2 separate regions of the Cyprinus carpio genome follow, and region 2 is linked to region 1. Evidence: chromatin contacts called from public Hi-C data. All regions are on one chromosome and are shown on one strand. The core of a region is the stretch at or near the end of the contact, and the rest is flanking DNA. Distances in the headings are between cores, read along the strand shown.

Region 1 (4,165 bases), core at 1,395-3,894:
CGATGCAGTCATTCAATTCACAGCAGTTCTGGATGATCCCCGAGAGCTTGTTGACATGTCTGCTGAGAAAACAAACCAAACACAACGAGCCTCGAGATTATTATCAGTTTAATTGGGACTTTTTTTTTCCCCCCAATGATCTCAAAGGTAAAAGTGTCCTAATTTAACCTTAAAGTGTTATGCTGCAAAATTAAATATATAATATGATATTTTATAATATATTATTATTATTATTACTATTGCTATTAGCTGTTTCATCTTTTTTCATCTTTTTAAAATCTTTCCTTGTCACACGGTTTCTGAAAGCTGACACTCAAACTGCAGAAGCACATACCAAATCTGCAAAACCATATTAATTATCAGCCTTAGACGCAGTTTTCAATTTCATAAAACACTTTTTGCAAAACACAACACACAATTCTCTATGTAACAGACAAAAATTGAACAGGTATTAATATTATGGCAAAGGTGTTCGCAGTTGAGATGTGTTTGTGATATTTTGAATGCAGTGCTTTTTGTGTGTGCAGTTCTTGGATTTGTGTGTAAAGTTCAAACAAATTACAAAAAAGAGGCATAGTTTTGAAAATGTGTGCAAGCAAGTAAAAGAAAAACATAATTGGGACTTTTCTTTCCCCCAATGATCCCAATTTACCCTAAAAGTATAAGGCTGCAATATTTAATATTAAATATATAATATAATATTTAATAATAAATATAGTATTAGTATTAGTATTATTGCTATTAGCTGTTTCTTCTTTTTAATACAGTAGCTACAAGCTGCCACTTTTTGAAGCATAAATGAATGCATAATAGCAAATACTGAATCTGTAATAATATAAACTATATCATTTGAACTCATGCAGGGGACGGGAAAGAGAAAAGCCATGACTCTGGCATGACACAGCGGCCCGGAGGTCATAAATCTGGAGTGTAACTGCAGGAAACGGAGACAGAAAGACCCGACGGTCTCGGTCTGTCAGAAACACTCGGGTCGATCACGAGACAGACTGACAAACACAGAGGTCATGAAAGGACAAGCAAAGGTCACGCCGGGCCAGTGACCCCGCTGTTTTTTTTTTCTCTGAGGTGTCGACAAGAGGGTAAAGTTTATTAAAGAGTCTGAACAGGAAAAGAGTCACCCGGTAAAGCCACACGTACATGACTTTATTATCAGTCCTACACTGTTATTATAAAAAGCAGTGCTAATGAGAGATTCTAACCTTTTGTTTTGAAATGTAAAACATTTTAATAAAAAAATGAATTAAAAAAAATGTAAACAGCACTGTTCCTTTTTGAATTTGCTAATATCAATGAATGCATTTGCTACAATGCATAGCGATGCCTGTATTTTTGACCAATTTCAGTAACTTCCCGTGAATTGAAACCATCTGTCTCTGCACTGCTGATAAACACCAGGGTTAATTCAGGCTAATTGGAACATTTTTTTTTTTCTCAGTCAACTAAAAGTGAATTTACCTGAATTCACCCTATAATTAATAAACAGAAACTTCATTGTAGGACTAAGTTAAACTGAACTAAGACAGATGATATCTCCTGATTCTCTTCAGGGAGGTCCAGCGCAAACCTTCACAGACGTACAGAGAGTGATTTGATGTTTGTAGGATCTTCACCAAAAGATCTCTCAACTTGTCCAGTCTGTAAAATCTTCATTTGCTCCTAAATGTGATCTCGACCTCCTGACCGCCGCGCATTGGGTTCTGAAACAATGTGAGGTTTGTTTCTGTGCTGCTGAGTCACTGTTGGAGAGATGATTGGGGGGTCGGAGTCTTTTGTCCATGTTTAGCTCTGAAGGATCTCTTTTGGGAGTACATCCATTTGCTCCGATAATGGATTATAGACAGTGAGAGAGCTTCCAGCTGGTGCTGGCCTACGCTGATGAAAAGCAGACCTCTCCAGTGCTCTGTGTGTGTGTGTGTGTGTGTGTGTGTGTGTGTGTGTGTGTGTGTGTGTGTGTGTGTGTGTGTGTGTGTGTGTGTGTGTGTGTGTGTAGAGGATGGACTGGTGTGTAAATTCTCAGTCCTATTAAAACAGTTGGAAAATGTGAAAGAGCATTTCAGACGTCACTGAACAGAGACAACGTCATGGGATTATTTAAGATTTCACTTTTTCCACAAATGTAGACAAATAGAGTACTTTCGTCTGTTTTATTATTTCCCAAAAAGCATCATAGAGGCGTTAAAGTAAGAAAAATAAAAATGATTTTGTTTTGTTTGTTTGTTTTTTGTATATGCCATTATTGAAAAAAAAAACTGCATTTAAAACAAAATCATATATTTTCTGATTTATGTTGCTTATTTATTGTTCTAGTGCTGTGAAATGAAAGATTGAGGTTGAAAAAAACTGGAAAACCTCTTATAAAATAATGCAACTAAATATATTTAGTTTCACGTACTGAAAGTGTTTATTTTTAAGAGTTTCAGACCTTGTTTTGCACCCTGTTCGTGGAAATTGCTGGTTACATCACACAACCCTGTCCTACCACAGAACCCTGTTTATATGCGAGTTGTGTTATGAAGCGAGTATGGAAAGGTTTATGATGTATTAATGTTTTTTTATGGCTTAGATATAGCTTTCACTGGCATTTTTAGTGGGTTGATTTCTGTGGCGCAGTAATATATTTGTGTCATGGCCACAACCACAACATAAATTTGATGCCACTCAAGTTTTTTCTTTAATAATGTAACTTTTATCACAGCCATGCTATGAAACATGATAAAAATTTCAGAATTCAAGCTTAGTGAGATTTTAAATATTCTGTTGAATAATGTCATGAAGTGATAGTAAATGAATCAAAATGTATATGTTTGGGATATTCTGATTTTTGAGGGGCAAGCGGCTGCTGGTATCTCTGTTGTCAAAGTTTATGGCCTTTTAGCTTTAGAATCAACAATATGACTTCTATAAATAGTGTAAAAAACTGAAATTTATTTCTGTCAACAAATTATGAATGTTAAATGAGAGTAGAATTCCTCTGAAAACTCCAGGTGATGTCACTTTCAATTAAAATTAAGTTTTTAAATAAATGTGATTGATCTTTGAAATCTAGTCCACACTTTACCAAAGCAGCGTTGTGTGTGCGTGCGTGCGTGCGTGCGTGCGTGCGTGTGTGTGTGTGTGTGTGTGTGTGTGTGTGTGTGTGTGTGTGTGTGTGTGTGTGTGTGTGTGTGTGTGTGTGTCAGAGTGAGAGAAGCAGAAAAGCGGCAGAGGAAGAGAAAGAGACGGCGGGAGGCTGTATGTTCTGCTTGTTCTGTCTATGTTCATGCCTTCCCTTTTTTATCTCCCATCAGGGATCCAAGAATGAAGGGGCCTTGTTTATTGTTTTACCTCCAGTTCCTGAAATTGAAAATGTCCTGGACCTCTGCCAGTCACGCTGAGTGACAGAGCTCTGCCACCTCCGTCCCAAAATAGACCACTAGACCCACAGACCTTAAGCTTTCTCCGAGCATGATCTCTTCAGTCGGAAAGCCTGCGCGTTTCTTCCCTTAATGTGCTGCTGACTTCATTTCACTGAACTGATCTGATCTCGTTCACGCTCTTTGACAAACAGCTTTTCCCTCGCTGAGAGTCTGACCACTTTTATAGATGATGTATTCATTCGCCTTGATCTCGGTGTTTGATTTACTTAACCTAAAAGTTAAACATCTGAGACGCACGGGCAGCTGTCGGCTTTTAAAAGGGAAGAGAGTGTACAATGTTGCTTAATTTGCCGGGGGCTTTCGCACCGCTGGGACCACCCATAGAGCTGTCATCTGAAAATCACACACAAACCACCCAGCTCGACCAGTGCCAGCCTCTCTCTCTCTCTCTGTCCCTCACACACACCCAGGCGCAAACACAGCTCGAGCCCGAGAACAGTCCGCCGCGCGCTGCACCGAAATATGCGCTGCGCGTGATAACACCGGGTTTATTCTGTTTAAAAATACGATTTAATCAGATATGAATAGCTATATCAGGCTGCAATGAGAGTCATTTTTATTTATTTTTTTATTTTTAACATATGAAATTATCAAAACATTCAAATGTATTAATTTTATTTTGCTAGTCCCCTTTAGACATTCTACTAACAGTAAGTAACTTCGCTACTACATGTCTACTAACTCTCCGAGTAGACTGTAGGGTTAGATTTAGAGTTAGTTGACATACA
Region 2 (4,014 bases), core at 712-3,211, 66 kb before region 1:
CTAAAAAAAATGCTGGGTTGTTTTAACCCAACTTTGGGTCACATATGGACTAATCCAGCTGTTGGGTTAAATTTTTACATTATTTGTTTTAACCCAAATGTTGAGTTAGTCCATACTTGACCCCAAAGTTGCATTGAAACAACCCAACATTTTTTAGAGAGTAGCCTCCCTAAGTATTCTATAAATGCCTTCTTAGACCTTTATACAGAAATATCAAATCGAGAGACTGTAAAGAGTGCGTGCTTTACCTGAGATGTCGGCCGACTCTCTGCCGTTGTGATGCAGATAGCCCTGCTCCAGAGAATAAGGCGGCATACTCGAGTGTAATCCAGAGGAGTTTGGGCTGCTGGAGGCTAGCGGCTGCTGTTTAATGTAAGGAGACACACCTGATGAAGCCCAATGTGCCGAGGCGGCTCCATACGGCGAATGGCACTCCAGAGAGCCGCTCATGGCCGGCGGAGAGTGCAGCGGACTGTTGCTGTTTTCTGGGCCGTACTCGCCGTTGGAAGCGACTTGGCATGCCGTCATGTATGTAGAACCCGAGCTGGGCGACATGTGTGAGACATGATGGCCTGCTGTACTGAGGCCATCGTAACCCGCGTGAACGCCAGGCACAGGGTTGCTCATCATGTCCAGATTGTAGCCGTTGGCGTGGCAGGCCAGCGACGCGGAGGGCGACTGGAAGTCGAAGTTTTGGGGCAGCATCGAAGCGCCGAAGCCGATGCCGTTCATCATGCGGTACATGGGTTTGAGAGCCTGGCATTTCCTTCGGAAACCACGGGGCCTGCGTCGGAAAGAGCCCTCCTCGAACATGAACTCGCTCCCGGGGTCGATGGTCCAGTAGTGGCCTTTTCCCGGCCGCCCGAGGCCTTTGGGAAGTTTGATGAAACACTCGTTAAGAGACAAATTGTGTCTGACGGAATTTTTCCAGCCTTGGTAGGAACCCCTAAAAAACGGGAAACGCGCTTGGAGGAACTGATAGATTTCACTCAGCGTTAACCTTTTGGTCGGAGAGCTCTGTATCGCCATGACTATGAGGGCGATATAGGAGTAAGGCGGCTTTTCGGGGCGCCTCATGCCCGAGTTGGACTTCTTGCCCTTGCTGCCGGTCGCAGCTGTGCTCTCCACCACTGTCTGCGTGCCCTGAAGCGCCGAGTGCATGGCACTGGATGCGGGGCTGGATCTGATGGGAGCCGGCGTGTCCAGCTGCTGCTGAGAGCTCTCAGTCGTCATTGCTAAGCCTTGTAGCCCAAACGAAGATGGACGGATGTAAAAAGACGGGTTCAGTCTTCAAAGAATGCGAGTCGGGGCTAAAAATACGGGAGAAACGTCGCGTACTCCAAGCAAATCTCTCTTAAAAGCCAGTGTCTCTCCGAGGTCAGTGCGCCACAATTGTGCTCCTGGTTGAAGCCACCAGATGTGTGTCGCCAGGATAGCGACCCCTCCTTAGTCTCTTGGTGGCCATCGCGAAGACTAATCCTTTAAGAGAAGGAAACTCAATGCTCCAGAGTCCTCTGGCGCAAAGACGTGCGGCCAAACAAAACGCGACCACCTATCAATTCGTAAATCTCTCTCTGCCCCCTAGATCCCCGCTAAATTCCTCCAAGAAATCTTCTCAAACTGCGGAGACCCACCCCTTTTCCATGTCTGGCATGCCTCCAGCTATCGGTCTGGCAGGAGGCTGTGCAGAGTCCGAGCAGAGAGACTCCCCACCTCCCCTCTGACAGCCTAAATACACGCAATAACGCCATTTATCAAGCCTAGTCCGACGTTTCAATCAACAGCGCCACACGCCAAACACCGGGGCGAAGGCTGTCAGAGCTCCAGTAATTAATGGCGTGTTTTGGTGAGATTTCTGGCACTGGAGGACGTGAGGTTGAAATAGAAAAGCACTTCTAGTGTGTTTGACCGTCGAGGGAACAACGTACGAAGCAAGAGTTCATCGCTTCACCTAGGAGAGAAGAATGCGAGCACGTAAGGCAGTGACCTGGTTGAGCATCTTGTCAAGTACGCATGATGGGGGTGGGCGAAAAAAGTCCGTCTCCAAGTGTATACAAGTTCTTGCAAAGGGCTGTTCTGGATAAATGATTTTGACATGAGTGGAAGCAGGCTTTTTCCATCAGCCGCTGCGCCAGTGCTCGGATACCACACACAGCGCAGTGTCAGTTTACCATCCCAGACCCCTATCATCCCCCCTGAGAGAGGGACTAATTAATTGTGGAAAGTGAGCTTAATTGGCCATACGAAAAAATAAAAGAAAGAAAGAAAAAAATCTCCATTTCAATGCAACATTCGTGATTATCGTGAAAGAAAAACAACAATAAATGCGCAAAGTCACTTGAAATTATTTTAAATGTTTAATTAAAACAAAAACAACCGTGCATGCAAAATAATAATAATAATAATATATATTTTTTATGATTGCATAATCTAAGTAGTCGGTTGTATTATTAACGAATTTTGTTTTATTATCATTACAAGCATCAATGATTAGTCCTATTTTAAACAATTCTTAGTGCGTGTATATTTATTTGCTCTGTAAACTAATCGATTCTACTACTGTTTACTGGCCTCTTACAGTTTAAACATTAGGCCTTCACAACAGTTGGTGTTTTTTAATTTGGCTTCGTCATGAATACGCGCACTAAAATATACGAATGCAAGCAATGCGGTGCAATATTCACAGCCTTGCCTCATAGGCAGAAACAAGCAGCCTCACATCTTTATCAAAGCCAACAAAAGGATGTGGAGATAAAATCAGCCCTCGTCATAACAATAAAGGTAAAGAAAATAATCGCCTCAAAAATTCCCGGCAACATCAAACCCGCTATCCCTGCTGCGTTCAGGATGCACGCTTGGCTTAGAAAAAGCCTTGCTCGGTGCAGAAGGAAAATACGCGAGAGACTTTGAAGGTTTCTCGTTGCGCGGATAATATTGTTGTACTAGACTGCTGGAATCCTCTACTGTTGTAGGTGACCTTTTGACTAAAGGTGACAAATCGACGTGGACTCTCCGAGTGCGCATTTGAAGGCTGTTTGTCACTGCTAAGAGCTGAATGATGCCGATATTAGAGGTTTTTACTCTCCGCGTGACAAGAGGCACTTCGGGGGACGGATATTTGCAGTTCTGGGCAGAAAATATAAATATTGAATTGCTAAATATATCTGTGTCCGCTCTCGGGGAAACTCTGCGAGGAAAAAAACAAAGCCCTGAGTTCTCGAGGCGCCTAGGAATGACGAATGTTTCTCTCCCTCACAAGTCCAACAACTTCAGCAATTGTTTAAATTGCAATCAAACAAATAAACTACATGATGATAACAAAGATTACGCTCTTTGGGGAATTACTGACGTGGGTTTTAATTTTCATCTTCATTTTGATATGAAAAATACAAAAAAAAGGAAAATAAACAAAATGGGATGCCTATAAAACCAGTTATTTATATTTTATAAAAGAGTACCATTTGACCGTGCAAAATAAATGTAATTACAATAATCTTGTTTTTGAAATGTCACACTTTTGCTTGCTGTTGTGCAGTAGATATTGTACATTACATCCTGTAGGTTGCAGTATAGTCTCTCCAGATGATAGACACTTGAAACGCCATAAATGGCAACAGGCCTTGTCAGTTTGATTGGTGCTAATGCCTTTCTCCTTGACGTCACGTTACACTTCATACGTAGAAGTTAAGGTCGATTTTTTCTTTTCTTTTTCTTTTTAGTTTGGCAGGAGCAAGTGGTGTCTAATAAATGATTTAAATTATCTGAATAACATTTGTGACTATAAAGGATAGGCCTACACATATATCGACATTTGAACTTATGTGGGTTATTCTCTTGCGCAGGCCAATGTTTATATTCACTCTATTAACTTATTAATTCGTCAATTTATTGTGGATATGGTCTCATAACTGGTGCTTTTGAAACGGTCTGCTTTTTAGGAAAACTATCCACTGAGACGTGTCTATTTGGATAAAATAAAACGGTCGCCGTGATTTTGCCAAGTAAGACATGTTC

The links. Hi-C and Micro-C count contacts between places; a contact is called where the count stands out from the background.
Region 2: a Hi-C map of liver shows a contact between it and region 1, with 2.2 times the contacts expected there. The contact joins the promoter of LOC109062829 here to the enhancer-like site in region 1. A contact is called at or near these places in 3 of 8 Hi-C or Micro-C datasets (liver and skeletal muscle).

Annotation. Positions count from the first base shown.
Region 1 is chrB2:1,789,825-1,793,989 of ASM1834038v1, reverse strand. No RefSeq gene overlaps it. Among protein-coding and RNA genes, the nearest start is that of irf4a, 34 kb to the right of the region's middle. Within about 2 kb of position 2,644, at least 1 of the 8 cell types and tissues checked has an H3K27ac peak or open chromatin away from gene starts, as enhancers often do. A contact at or near this core is called in liver, where this site is marked.
Region 2 is chrB2:1,855,261-1,859,274 of ASM1834038v1, reverse strand. It overlaps LOC109062829 (forkhead box protein F2-like), which reads right to left and starts at 1,961. Exons shown (of 2, transcript XM_019079900.2): 1 at 249-1,961. The coding sequence starts at 1,233.